Regions from separate parts of the Gossypium hirsutum genome. Here regions 1 and 3 are each linked to region 2. The links are chromatin contacts, called in public Hi-C maps. All regions are on one chromosome and are shown on one strand. The core of a region is the stretch at or near the end of the contact, and the rest is flanking DNA. Distances in the headings are between cores, read along the strand shown. Region 1 holds the start of LOC107938342 (nuclear transcription factor Y subunit A-4). Region 2 holds the start of LOC107930087 (transcription factor MYB83). Region 3 holds the start of LOC107938343 (cellulose synthase A catalytic subunit 3 [UDP-forming]).

What was found. A called contact is a pair of places that touch in the nucleus more often than the background predicts.
Region 1: a contact with region 2 is called in a Hi-C map of leaf, with 2.9 times the contacts expected there. The contact joins the promoter of LOC107938342 here to the promoter of LOC107930087 in region 2. A contact is called at or near these places in 10 of 34 Hi-C or Micro-C datasets (callus, hypocotyl and leaf).
Region 3: a contact with region 2 is called in a Hi-C map of leaf, with 1.6 times the contacts expected there. The contact joins the promoter of LOC107938343 here to the promoter of LOC107930087 in region 2. A contact is called at or near these places in 3 of 34 Hi-C or Micro-C datasets (callus and leaf).

The regions. Positions count from the first base shown.
Region 1 is chrA08:108,019,354-108,023,115 of Gossypium_hirsutum_v2.1, reverse strand. LOC107938342 (nuclear transcription factor Y subunit A-4) reads left to right here and starts at 1,921. Exons shown (of 7, transcript XM_016871460.2): 1 at 1,921-2,836; 2 at 3,518-3,746. The coding sequence starts at 3,533. LOC107938335 (protein FRA10AC1) reads left to right here. Exons shown (of 11, transcript XM_016871448.2): 11 at 648-1,060. The coding sequence ends at 736.
Region 2 is chrA08:108,267,446-108,271,335 of Gossypium_hirsutum_v2.1, reverse strand. It overlaps LOC107930087 (transcription factor MYB83), which reads left to right and starts at 2,321. Exons shown (of 2, transcript XM_016861651.2): 1 at 2,321-2,791; 2 at 3,238-3,890. The coding sequence starts at 2,502.
Region 3 is chrA08:108,111,003-108,114,810 of Gossypium_hirsutum_v2.1, reverse strand. LOC107938343 (cellulose synthase A catalytic subunit 3 [UDP-forming]) reads right to left here and starts at 1,445. Exons shown (of 15, transcript XM_016871462.2): 1 at 1,104-1,445; 2 at 299-458. The coding sequence starts at 319.

The sequences.
Region 1 (3,762 bases), core at 672-3,171, 250 kb after region 2:
TAAAGTTATTGCTTACCTTCTACAACAAGAGATCATTATTGTTACTCTAGTTCCTAATTCCCCCACACCCAAAGAGCAAGTCACCCCCTGCTCGTAATTACTCAATTGATTCAGAATTAATAGTCAAGAACTTTAACTTTCAGGAGTCAAGTTACATCCAGGGCAAGGAGGCTTACATATAGTTCTCTATGTTTGATCCTTGCACACACACATAAACTGAGGAAACACATATGCAATATGATGTGTAACTTGTTGGTATTTTCCTGTTAGTACATCTGAAATATAAATACCGGGAGAATGAGTAGTAAACCGGAGATAGGCCTAGACATCTTGACTGTAATAAATTAGGTAAAGTGTGGTGGATGTGGCTGTTGGCTAACTGTCCCGGCAAGTTTTTAGAATTGTGTTCTTTCTATGCTACAATTCATACTCAGATTTGCTTAGGTTCGTTAAGCTAAAAATAATCCCCTATCAAGGTTACCGAGTGTTGTAATGACTGATAACTTGGCTTTGTCAATCCGGCCTAGCTGGGGGAGTAGAGGGCACCCTTAGGCCTTATATTAGACCATTAGTTTTCACATGTTTAGGTACACCTGAATTCAGATGTGTTCATTGTCATTGTTATTTTCTCCATTCTTTTTTTCCAGGTAAAAGGGCATCATCTTCAGCTATCAATCATGAAAGTGACGATGGTGACGAAGACTTTGATAAGTACCTCGAGGGCATGTTTCCATGATTGTAGGTGAGACTCAGGTGAATTAAGTAAAAGTCTTGTAGAGTAACCCTTTTCTGTGCTGACACCGTAGTGGCCTTGGGAGAGTTGGTAGCGACATGCTGAGATACCAATTTCAGTTGAAACTTGTAAATTTGTTTTTGTTCATTCTGCTGCTCAGCCTGTAAATCGTAGTAAAAGCTTTGCCTATCAACTCACCAAATAGAGGAAGAGTGGTTATCTTACAAAGGCTGCTAAAAGAATGTGAAAGTTTTTTAGGTGGTGTGCGATGTTTTCTTATGGAGAATGGAGTTTTATTTATTAATACAAATGAGGTGGGTGGTTTAATTTTGTTTCCTTTATTAGTAAAACAAAAAGGGAAAAGCAAGGCTTTCTTTTCATTTGCATAGCGTAAGAAGTGAGAAAAAGTAAAATCTACATCTACATTACATATGTGTCGATGATGATGAGAGGGCCTCTAGTCTGGTGATGTTGACTAAAGCGCAGCAATCTTTTTAATACAATATCAATTCCTCCATCCATAACTGATGCTAGTAGTGTACTTAGTTTGGTAGTTGCTACTGCGTAGCCTCTTACCCTGTCTCAACTGTATAAGACATACCTACGCTTTCGTCTGCGACTGCCTCGACGTTTACACTCTCTTATTATTTTCTACTATTTTTGAAAGGGAATAAGTTCTTTGGTTTAGTTGATAATGTACAGATTTGGATCAAGAAAATTATTCCACCTACAGTTAATTGTTTTGGGGGGTGTCTTGTTACCTAGGATGAAAACAATAATGGCGTGGTTAAAGGGGGACATAAAACGCCGTTAAGCAAGCGACGATGGTTGGCAAGTGAAAAAGACAGAATGATAAAAAATAGTAAGAACGTGGCAAGATCTAAATAACATGGACCTCAACGATGTCATCCTGATCACACGACACGTGGTGTGTGCATAACATGTGTCACCGCTGTCAACCATGTCTCTCTGTCCGGTGTCCACGCCACTCTTTTTTGTCATGTAATAAAACTGGAATTTAATAATAATAATAATAAAAGAAGAAGAAGAAAGAGCGCCTCTTGGAATCTGTCTCGGATCCAAACCCAACCCTAGTTCTAATTTTGCCATTTTCAACAGTTCCTTGGATCTGTATAATCGGGTAATGAGTATTAATTATGAAAAAAGGGAAGAAAAAGAATTGAATAACACTTGACAAAAGCTCCTCAACCAGAGTTGTATGATTAGAAAAAGAAGGAATTGTAGCTGAAGCTTTGCTGAAAATAGTATGATCTTAAAAAGAAGCAAAAGAAAGGAGTCCACTCCACAGCCGTTGGAAAAAAGAGATGATGACAAGTTGAAATTCCCACTGCCTACTTATTTGCTTGACCCACTACCATAAAATCATCTCCACCCACTACTTTATTTTTATTATTTTATCTTATATGTACCCGATAACATTGTTTGATTTAAGTATTTCCCACTATTTAACCATTTTTTCTTTTTTAGGAATATTTAATTACAACGAGGTCTTTTTTACATTTATATACTAATAATTAATTTTTAGGATTTTATTTTTATATTTTATAGAAATTTAAAAGTTAGTTTAATTGTTGATAAAAACATGAATTTCAATTATTAGTTTTTATTAATTTGTTACATCTAAAATTCTAAATTATTGATTTTTGTTAATTCCTTATAAATTAATTTTTAAATCAGGTTTAACAATGCTAATTAATTGGATTAAATTTTTAATTTTCATAAAATATATGTAAAAAAACGTTGCAATTCATAATTATATTATAAATATAAATATTCGAAAAAGTATAAAATAAAGTAATTTGTGTGATAAATTAATCTATTTGGAGAAATTTGGAAAGGTTCGTAGTTACAGCTTCAGTTTCTACCTTATAAAAGACAAAAAGTTCGACATTTGTGTCAATGAAACAAATAAAAACCTCTTATTAAAATTTTAAACATATAAATAAAGATAATTTATTAAGCTTGATAGATTTGTCTTTCTCTATGTCTCTGTTATGGTTGCAGAGAGAGAGCCAAACTGAATCAATCTCTAGGCATTTGCTTCTCCAATTCCAATCTTCTTTTTCTTTTTCTTCTTTTACTGTAAGTTCTCTGTTTTTATCCTTTTTTAAATTTATTCTCTTAAAAGATCTTTCTTTTTCCTGTTTTTGATTCAAAATTTTCGAGTCATCTTAGGGTTTTAATTTAGCATCTTGTAAAAAACTTCCCTTTTTGGTTTGATGTTATGGGAATTTGCTCTTTTGATGAGAAATTTGGAGGAGATAAGAAGATTAGCATGAATTGTGGGGGGTGGAATTAGAGATAACCAGATGCAAAATTAGAAATTGAATTACCCTGTTGTATTAAGTTCGGCTTGATTTTGAATAAGATTTCGAGGATCAGTTTCTTTTTTAGGTGCTAGTTTTGATTGTCGAAGTTCTAAATTTTTATATCAGTTGAACTTTGAATTAATGGAATGATCCACCCGCCTTCATTTTAACATAAATTTTAAAATTTTCCTGTGAGAATTTTCTGATGTTTTTGTGTTATGCATATGATTCATGTTTAATCAATTAATCTTTTTTTTTATTTATGAATTTTGATGGAAGTCAACATCAGATTTGCACATAAGTTATGTTATATTAGATGATAGTGAGTGGGAAGTTAGTTGAGATCATTGTTGATTTTGGTTCTTCTTCTTTTTTCTTCCCTCTATTTATATCTCATAAGTAAAATTCTATGTTTGGGCTATTTAGCTCTCTAATTGTAATTTCTGAATTTCAGAATAAGTCGTGAGAAATGCCAGCAAAACCAGGGAATGATGATCAGCAGATAGACCATGGGGCTCAAAGTGTGTTGCAGTCAACTGCCTACTCTGAACCCTGGTGGAAAGGAGTTGGGACTAACCCCTTTGTTGAAGCTGCCTCGAAGTCGCCTTCTGTAGAACAACTAAATGGTTCAGTGGCAAATGGAGCTGTGCATTCACAGGCTCATGGGGACTTGGGCAATGAAGGTAATTTCAAGAAAGA
Region 2 (3,890 bases), core at 1,072-3,571:
GTCTTTTTAACTAAGTAGTTTGTTGCTTGGAACATCCTTACAAGCATGAAAAAGATTGGTTTTTTTCCCCCTCGACAGCTGTTGATATGATGAAGAGGATACTTTTGAAACATTTGAGTAGCTTGACAGTTTTCCCCTCACTTTTTGCCACAATTTGTGGCAATCGCTGTCCAAATACATAAATACAATATTTATACTTTGAATAATTTGACTAAGATCCCTCTCATACATATCAGATAAACTTGAGTGGAAACGTTACATGCAATTTTCTCCTTGGCATGCAGGAAAGGAAGGCAATTTGGTAAGCAAAGGGAAACAAATAAAAAAGAAAAAGGACAATGAAAGTTTTGGGTATATTATATCATATGGGCCTTGTGAAGATTATTGTTGATCAAGGGAAGGGAAACCTGATTGATAAAGTAATATCAAATAATTATAATGCCTGGGTCTGTGAACGGCTGTCCTGTCAATATCATCTTTTGTGTGTCAAAATAAAGACATTTAATATAAGGTAGCATTAATAAATGAAAAATGAAAAATAGGCCAATGTGGACAATATATAGGCGTTTTGTATTAGGGAAAGACTTCCCTAACAGTCAATAAAAATTTACTGTCAAATATAAGTCGTTGTTTTTTTAGACTTAATAATAGATTATGATTTATTTTTTTTCATTTATAATGTGTATATATATTATTATTAATATAATTCTAAAAATTAAATAAATATTTTATAAAATTTTAAAACCCTAAGTATTAAAAAAATAAAATAAAATAAAACCTAAACCTAATCCGCTGTATAACATATATTGCGTACATAGTCTCAACTGAAGTAATAATTAATATTAACTGCTGGTTTGATGATAATCATATCATTTGGATCAGTTGCTTAATTTAGATATGCTATTAGGTATTGTACTTGCACATATATATTTTTTAGTAATGGTAATGGGACTACTTTACTATTAACAGAAAGATCCCTTGAAGGAAAAGAATGCTTTTTAGACCAAAAGAATGAAAGAAGAAAGGGGGTAGTACTGCTAGGAGGGACCGGGGTGGCGTAGATATGGGCATATTTGAGTTAATTATTTGGTTCATGTTCCAAATACGATGAACCATGCATCCAGATTATGTTATTCACGTTTCTCATCTGGAAAACCAACAGAGATGTATAACATTTATGTGGAGGGAGACTAAGGATCCTAAAAGCTAAAAGGTATTACATTATTATTGTATAGGGGGAGGTTAGAGGAGGGTCAAAGTAGTTTCTGTTTTGGTCAAATTCCTCTATTAGTCCTTAAAATTATAGTATGTTACAGATTTAGTCTTGATATTTTTAGTCCTTATATTTTTTGAAAATTTTGATATGGACTAATGATAGTTGTTAAGTTCATTATGTTAAAAATTTTCATTTCTAAAATCTTATGACGCAAATATATTGTACATGCGTAATGGTATGCCACATTACTATTTTTATATAATACCCACAAAAAAGCAAAATTTTTAGAATCAGACTGTAGTCGAATTGGTCTAACTGGCTTGTTAGTTCAATTAAATAAATTATTTTAAAAATTAAAAAATGAGAAAATTCGATTCAACCAATTCGAACGATTTGTGAGTCAACCGATCCAACACTTTGTTCAAAATCGATACCCTAACTGATTTTCAGTCCAATCTAGTTCAGAAAACAGTGCAAAGAAGGTCATACTATTTTAGTTAATGAATACCGACTAAAAATGATCAAATTAGAAAACATGTACTAAATCCACAACTTAATCATAATGATTTTGGCTGTTACCATTTGGCCCAAGATTGAAATTTTGAAAATAGAAAAAAATAGATCAAATTAGAGTATATGAATTAAATTTGTAACTTATGCATAATATAAGGACTAAAAACAGTATTTGACCATTTGTTTTGGATTGCTGTTCTTCTATGTGTCTGTCTGTAAGTCTCATCTGGTCTGTGTTGCAGGCAGTCTCTCTCTCTCTTTCCATGTGTACAATTAATGGGGCATAGGCTTATCCTTCAAAAACACGTGTGGTTTGTGAGAGAGAGAGAGAGAGCATTACGTGAAGTGGAAGCAAAACTGGTGGTGTCTCGTATGCATATGATGATTACCTTGTGAGTGAAGAAAAATGCATCGAAAAAGACAAGATAGAGTCAAAGACAAGACGACCAACCATACCATCCCTCAATCCTATGTGTGAGGGTAAGGGAGGTCCCCCTCCAATCCGTTTTCCACTCTACCCATCAACCAACAAACACTCCCTTTTTCCATTTCCCTCAACACATATATAAATATATTCATATTCCAAAGCAAACGAACCCCACAATCCCATCACTATCATCATCACCATTACCACCCCATCAAGCCTTCTTTCCCCCTTCTCTCTCCGCTGCAAACATCATTCACCTATATTATACCTCTCTCTTATCTCCATCCAACCAGTTAAAAAGATTGGAAAAGGCTCCACTACATCAGATCGACACCCAACTGTGCAATGAGGAAGCCTGATCCTAATATGCCAAAAAACAACACCAGCACCACCAACAAGATGAAGCTGAGGAAGGGGTTGTGGTCACCAGAAGAGGACGAGAAACTCATGAAGTACATGTTAACCAATGGACAAGGCTGCTGGAGTGACATTGCTAAGAATGCTGGTCTGCAAAGGTGTGGCAAAAGTTGTCGCCTTCGTTGGATTAATTACTTGAGACCTGATCTCAAACGTGGCGCCTTCTCTCCTCAAGAAGAAGAGCTTATCATACATTTGCATTCCATTCTTGGAAACAGGTTCTATTTCTATTCAATTTCTCTTCCAAAAGGCCAATGACATACGCATATTTATGTATCTTGGTGTAGTTCATTATTTAGAATCGCTTATGAATATTATATTCGAAATTTATATAGCCTTTGTTTAAGCTAAGATAGTTAAGGGTAGTTAAGGGCTATTCAATCCCATGGAATATGGCACTTCTGATCTATAATCTTCCCCTCCAGAAAACTTCATGCATTTGCAAAAAATGATCACCAGTGACCGGCCACACACCGGCACCAGCCATCATGTGCACCACTCATTTTTTCTGGGGTTTCATTTTCATTTTCACTTTGAGATATGTGTCAAATCATGTTTAATGCAACAATGTTAACATCTCTGTTGAAAACTTTATATTGTATACTGGTTATAGATAGATACATGTGATGTCTTATTATGTTTAATTTGGTTCCAAAATTTGCAGGTGGTCTCAAATCGCGGCTCGTCTTCCAGGAAGGACTGATAATGAAATAAAGAATTTCTGGAACTCAACACTAAAGAAAAGATTGAAAAACAACACATCCACATCCTCATCACCCAACAACAGTGATTCATCGGAGCCCAGGGATGTCGTAGGAGGGATTTTCCCTCTGCACGAACATCACGCGATGACCTTTTGCGTGGACTCAATATCCTCATCATCAACAATATCCATGCCACCGATGGTTACAGGCAACCAATTCGATCCGTTCCCCTTGCTCAACATCAACCGTTACGATATAACGGGCGGTGCAGCAGGTTTATTGGATGTGCCTACATGCTTGGCACAAGGTGGTTTGGGAGAGGCATTATATGGGGATTATGGGGTTTTAGAGCCAGGAAAAATAGCGTTGGAAGGGGACTTTTCACTTCCTCCACTTGAGAGTAGAAGCATTGAAGAGAGCAATACTGCCATTAACAGCATTGATAGGAAAAGCAATAACAACAACCACCACCACCACCATAATAATAATACTTGCTTCAACAACACTGATCAAAGCTTTAAAGTAGGGGAGGCGTTTGGGTTAGAAAATCATCATTGGGAAGGGGAAAACTTGAGAATGGGAGAATGGGACTTAGAGGGTTTGATGGATAACA
Region 3 (3,808 bases), core at 196-2,695, 160 kb after region 2:
AAAAATGAAACCTCCAGTAATCAAAGTATAAACATCTAGCAGATATGGCCAACTATAAGTAAGAACACATATCCAAGTGTAGAGAAATCATTGCGAGCAGTGATAACTAGGTTGTAATTTCATAAGAAAGTGAGTATATCATTTGCAAACAAAGTACACTCGAACTCCTCTTCTACTATGTGGCTTAATTTTCTGTTATCATCAATATGTGGCTTAATTTTCTGTTATCATCAATTTTCTAATCAATAAAGCAAACTGAAGATCAGAGAGAGCTGTGAAAATTTCTTCCAATACATACCCCAATATCTCCTGATTCCATTGTCACCTGCACCTTTGGTCAGTTGGGAACAATGGATACAAATAGCTGTCCAAATTCAACAAGATGTGTGCATGCCTTTATTTCACAACAGAAAATCACAATGAATCCTCCACTTCAAGAGTACGTTTTTTGCTCAAATCTGAAAAAACAAATAACGGGAAACAGTTTATCATTCTCTAGCTAGGACTGTAAATGACTCAAAGCACTTCCCTACAAAAGAAATTTTTAAAAAAAAACAGTAAAAAAATCTTTTTGTTAGATATTCGACTATATAATCATTCTTCTAATGCACTCAAAACTGCCACTTGATTGAGTCAATAAAGTAGATTCCTTAATAATTCTAACTGAACCGACAAATAGCAAAGCACCGACAAAGCAATTTACAGGTCCAAATCCAAACATCTTAAACGAACAGAAAACTACGAGCTTTAAGTCAACGCATTCGTCAAAGAAAACACAATCAGAAATTTCGATGCAAAATAAGACGGACAAAATAGGAAGAACTAAACACTCCAGTTCTAAATTTTAGAACAAAAGATCTGATGAATAATATTTCAAAAAGTTTAAACAAATCCGTGAATAAGCCACGAAAATATCGTCGATCAAAACAAAATGACCTTTTAAAAAAATGGACTGAAGGAGTTTAATGGTCAAACGCCAAATCGAACTCGAAAACGAAAACGAAAACAATGGATTCGATCTCTTTGCAAAAATGAGAGCAAATCAACATCAGATCTAGCCGGAAAGCAACGAGAGAAAGGGAAATCTGATCTACAATACAAACCTTGGAAATGAAGAATCAATGTAGGAGGAAAGAGAGCAGGAATTCAAAGCAGCAGTTAACACCCTTTTATCACTCTGCCTCCAAATAATATAATAGAAATCAAAATAATTAAAGATTTGTTTTATTATTCCCTAACTAAATGATAGCTGTAAGCAAAGAGAAAATTTTATGTGACGAAAGCGACAGAGAAACTACGATACCAGCTCTTTCAACACCCCACCGACAGTCGTTTAAAGGTTAGGCATATTAGAAAGAGAAGATGAAATGAGGAAGAAGCCTTAACTGACAGATCATTTACACCCAATCATTTCTTTCCTTAATTTTATTTTGAAAAATAGTAATACTACTTGCTTTAAAATTAAATTTAGGGATAATATAACTTTTGTTTGGTAAGTAAGTTCATATTGCCTCTTGAACTTGTTTTACTTTGATTTCTAAACTTGAAAATATGTGAAAAAAAAAGAGATAATGTAATTTTAGCTCTTGAACTTGACAATTAAGTTTATTATGATCCATGAACTTGAAAATTCTAAAAGTTTGATGATGTGGTACTTTGAGACTGTGTCATATTATTACTTGAGAAATAAAAATTTTAGATAATAGTGTGGTACAACCTTAGAGTGTCATATATTCAGTGTTTTAATAACCGAACCGATAGTTGAACATGTTAGACCACTAGTTCTCGATTCAACCAATTCGATCGATTCAATCGTTGGACCAAGTAAAATTGGTTTTTTATTTTTCTTTTTAGATTTTTGTCAACTTTTAATTATTTATTTAATTATTGTTGGTTTGACAATCAAACCGATCGAACTAGTTGAATTGAAAACTGGTGGTCTGACCTGTTCAACCATAGGTTCGATTATTAAAACACTGAATATGACACTCTGATATTGTACCACATTATTGTCTAAAACTTTTTTATTTTTCAAACTCATAGTGCCATATCATCAAACTTTTAAAATTTTCAAGTTCAAGAATCAAAATGGACATAGTTGTCAAGTTCAAGTACCAAAGTGAACAAAAGAAAAAGGTATCAATTCCAAAATGAACCTAGTTATCAAGTTCAAGGGCCAATGTAAACCTACTTACTAAGTTTAAGGGTCAAAAGTTACATTATCTCTTTCTTTTTGTCATGATCATTATCAAAATAGTCTTAAATGAATAATAAATTTTAAGTTTAAGGGTTAAAATAGTTAAAAAAAAAATCAGAAACCAATATAAACCTTTAAGTTGAAGGTCAAAAGTTACATTACCCCTTAAATTTATTTAAAAATAGTAGTGTCTTTTTTTTGCACTTTGTTTCGGTTCGGAGGGTCGGACCGTTCAAATTAAACAGCTGGAACGCATTGGCATTACGGTTCAAAGGACCGGAGGAAGAAAAATTAACGGAGGGGGACTTTTTCTTAATACTAGCAGTTTAATTTATGTGTGGAATGGTCAGTGTAGACTCTGTTTGCCCTTTTGTTCAAGCGGACCAACCCCCCTTTTTCTCATTTTCTACAACTGCGTCTTCGCCTAGAAAAGTTAATAGGGTTTATATAATATTTCCCCCCCGAAGTTGCCCACTAGATCTACTTTGGTCTATTTTTTTTCACTTTGATAACTAATTACATCTTTATCTATAAATTTGAATTTTGTTAAAATTTAAAAACATAACACATTCTAAAAAAATTACATTATTAAACTTTTACATTTTCTATAATTATTAAATTCAAATACCAAACCCATAAAAAATAAACAAGCCAAAAAGTTACATTAACCCATACCTTGTAGATACTCGTAAATTATTAAATTTTGACTAACCCTATAATTGGAGAAAGTAAAAAAATGATTAATTATAATTATTTTTTAATTATGTCCTTTTGTAAATTAAATCATGTAAAATATTAATAGAATAAAATGTAATTTTCCATCTTAAAAATAATTTCACTTTTCATTCTTAGCTTTTTCCCCAAATTAGGGTTTGGTAATTAAAATTAATTAACTCAAGATAAAGTAAGGGAAATTCAACTCCCTTTACGTTCCCTAAACAAGGGGAAAAATGTTACTTTTCTTTCATTTTCCTAATTTTAATGCAATCCAAACATAGTGTAAATAATTTATATTTGGCTTTGTAAGTAATCAATTGAAACTTAATTTAAACACCTTGATAATATACCAATCTTTTTTTTATTTAAGCTAGACTACCAGTAGCTTGAATTATTGAATAGATTGCATTTAAATGGTGAAAGTATCGTAGAGGCCTTTGTATTAAGAGGCCTTTATATTAGGAGTTGAACTGTATTTTGTCCCTTATATTAAAAAAAGACAAATTAGTTTATGTACATTAGATCAAAGAGTAAACGGGTCCTTTTGTTAAAAAGTCCATCCATTTATACTATTACAATTTGACTCATGTACGTCAGCATAAGGTACACATGGCACACCACGTGTAACTATCTATTTATTTCATTAGCTATAACAATTTGTAACCGTAGAAATTGATGGAAATTTTAACAGAATGATTAGTTTATTCTTTGATCTAACTTATAGGGACCAAATTGCCCATTTTTTAATAAAGGGAGCAAAATACAATTTATCTCCTAGTACTTGGTCTCAATAGTTAATACCTTATTTAAGTAAATGGTGAGTTAAATGAATTTTGTTTTATTTTTAATTAAATTTGAAAATTCTTCCATTCGAATTGAAACTTTAACCCCAAG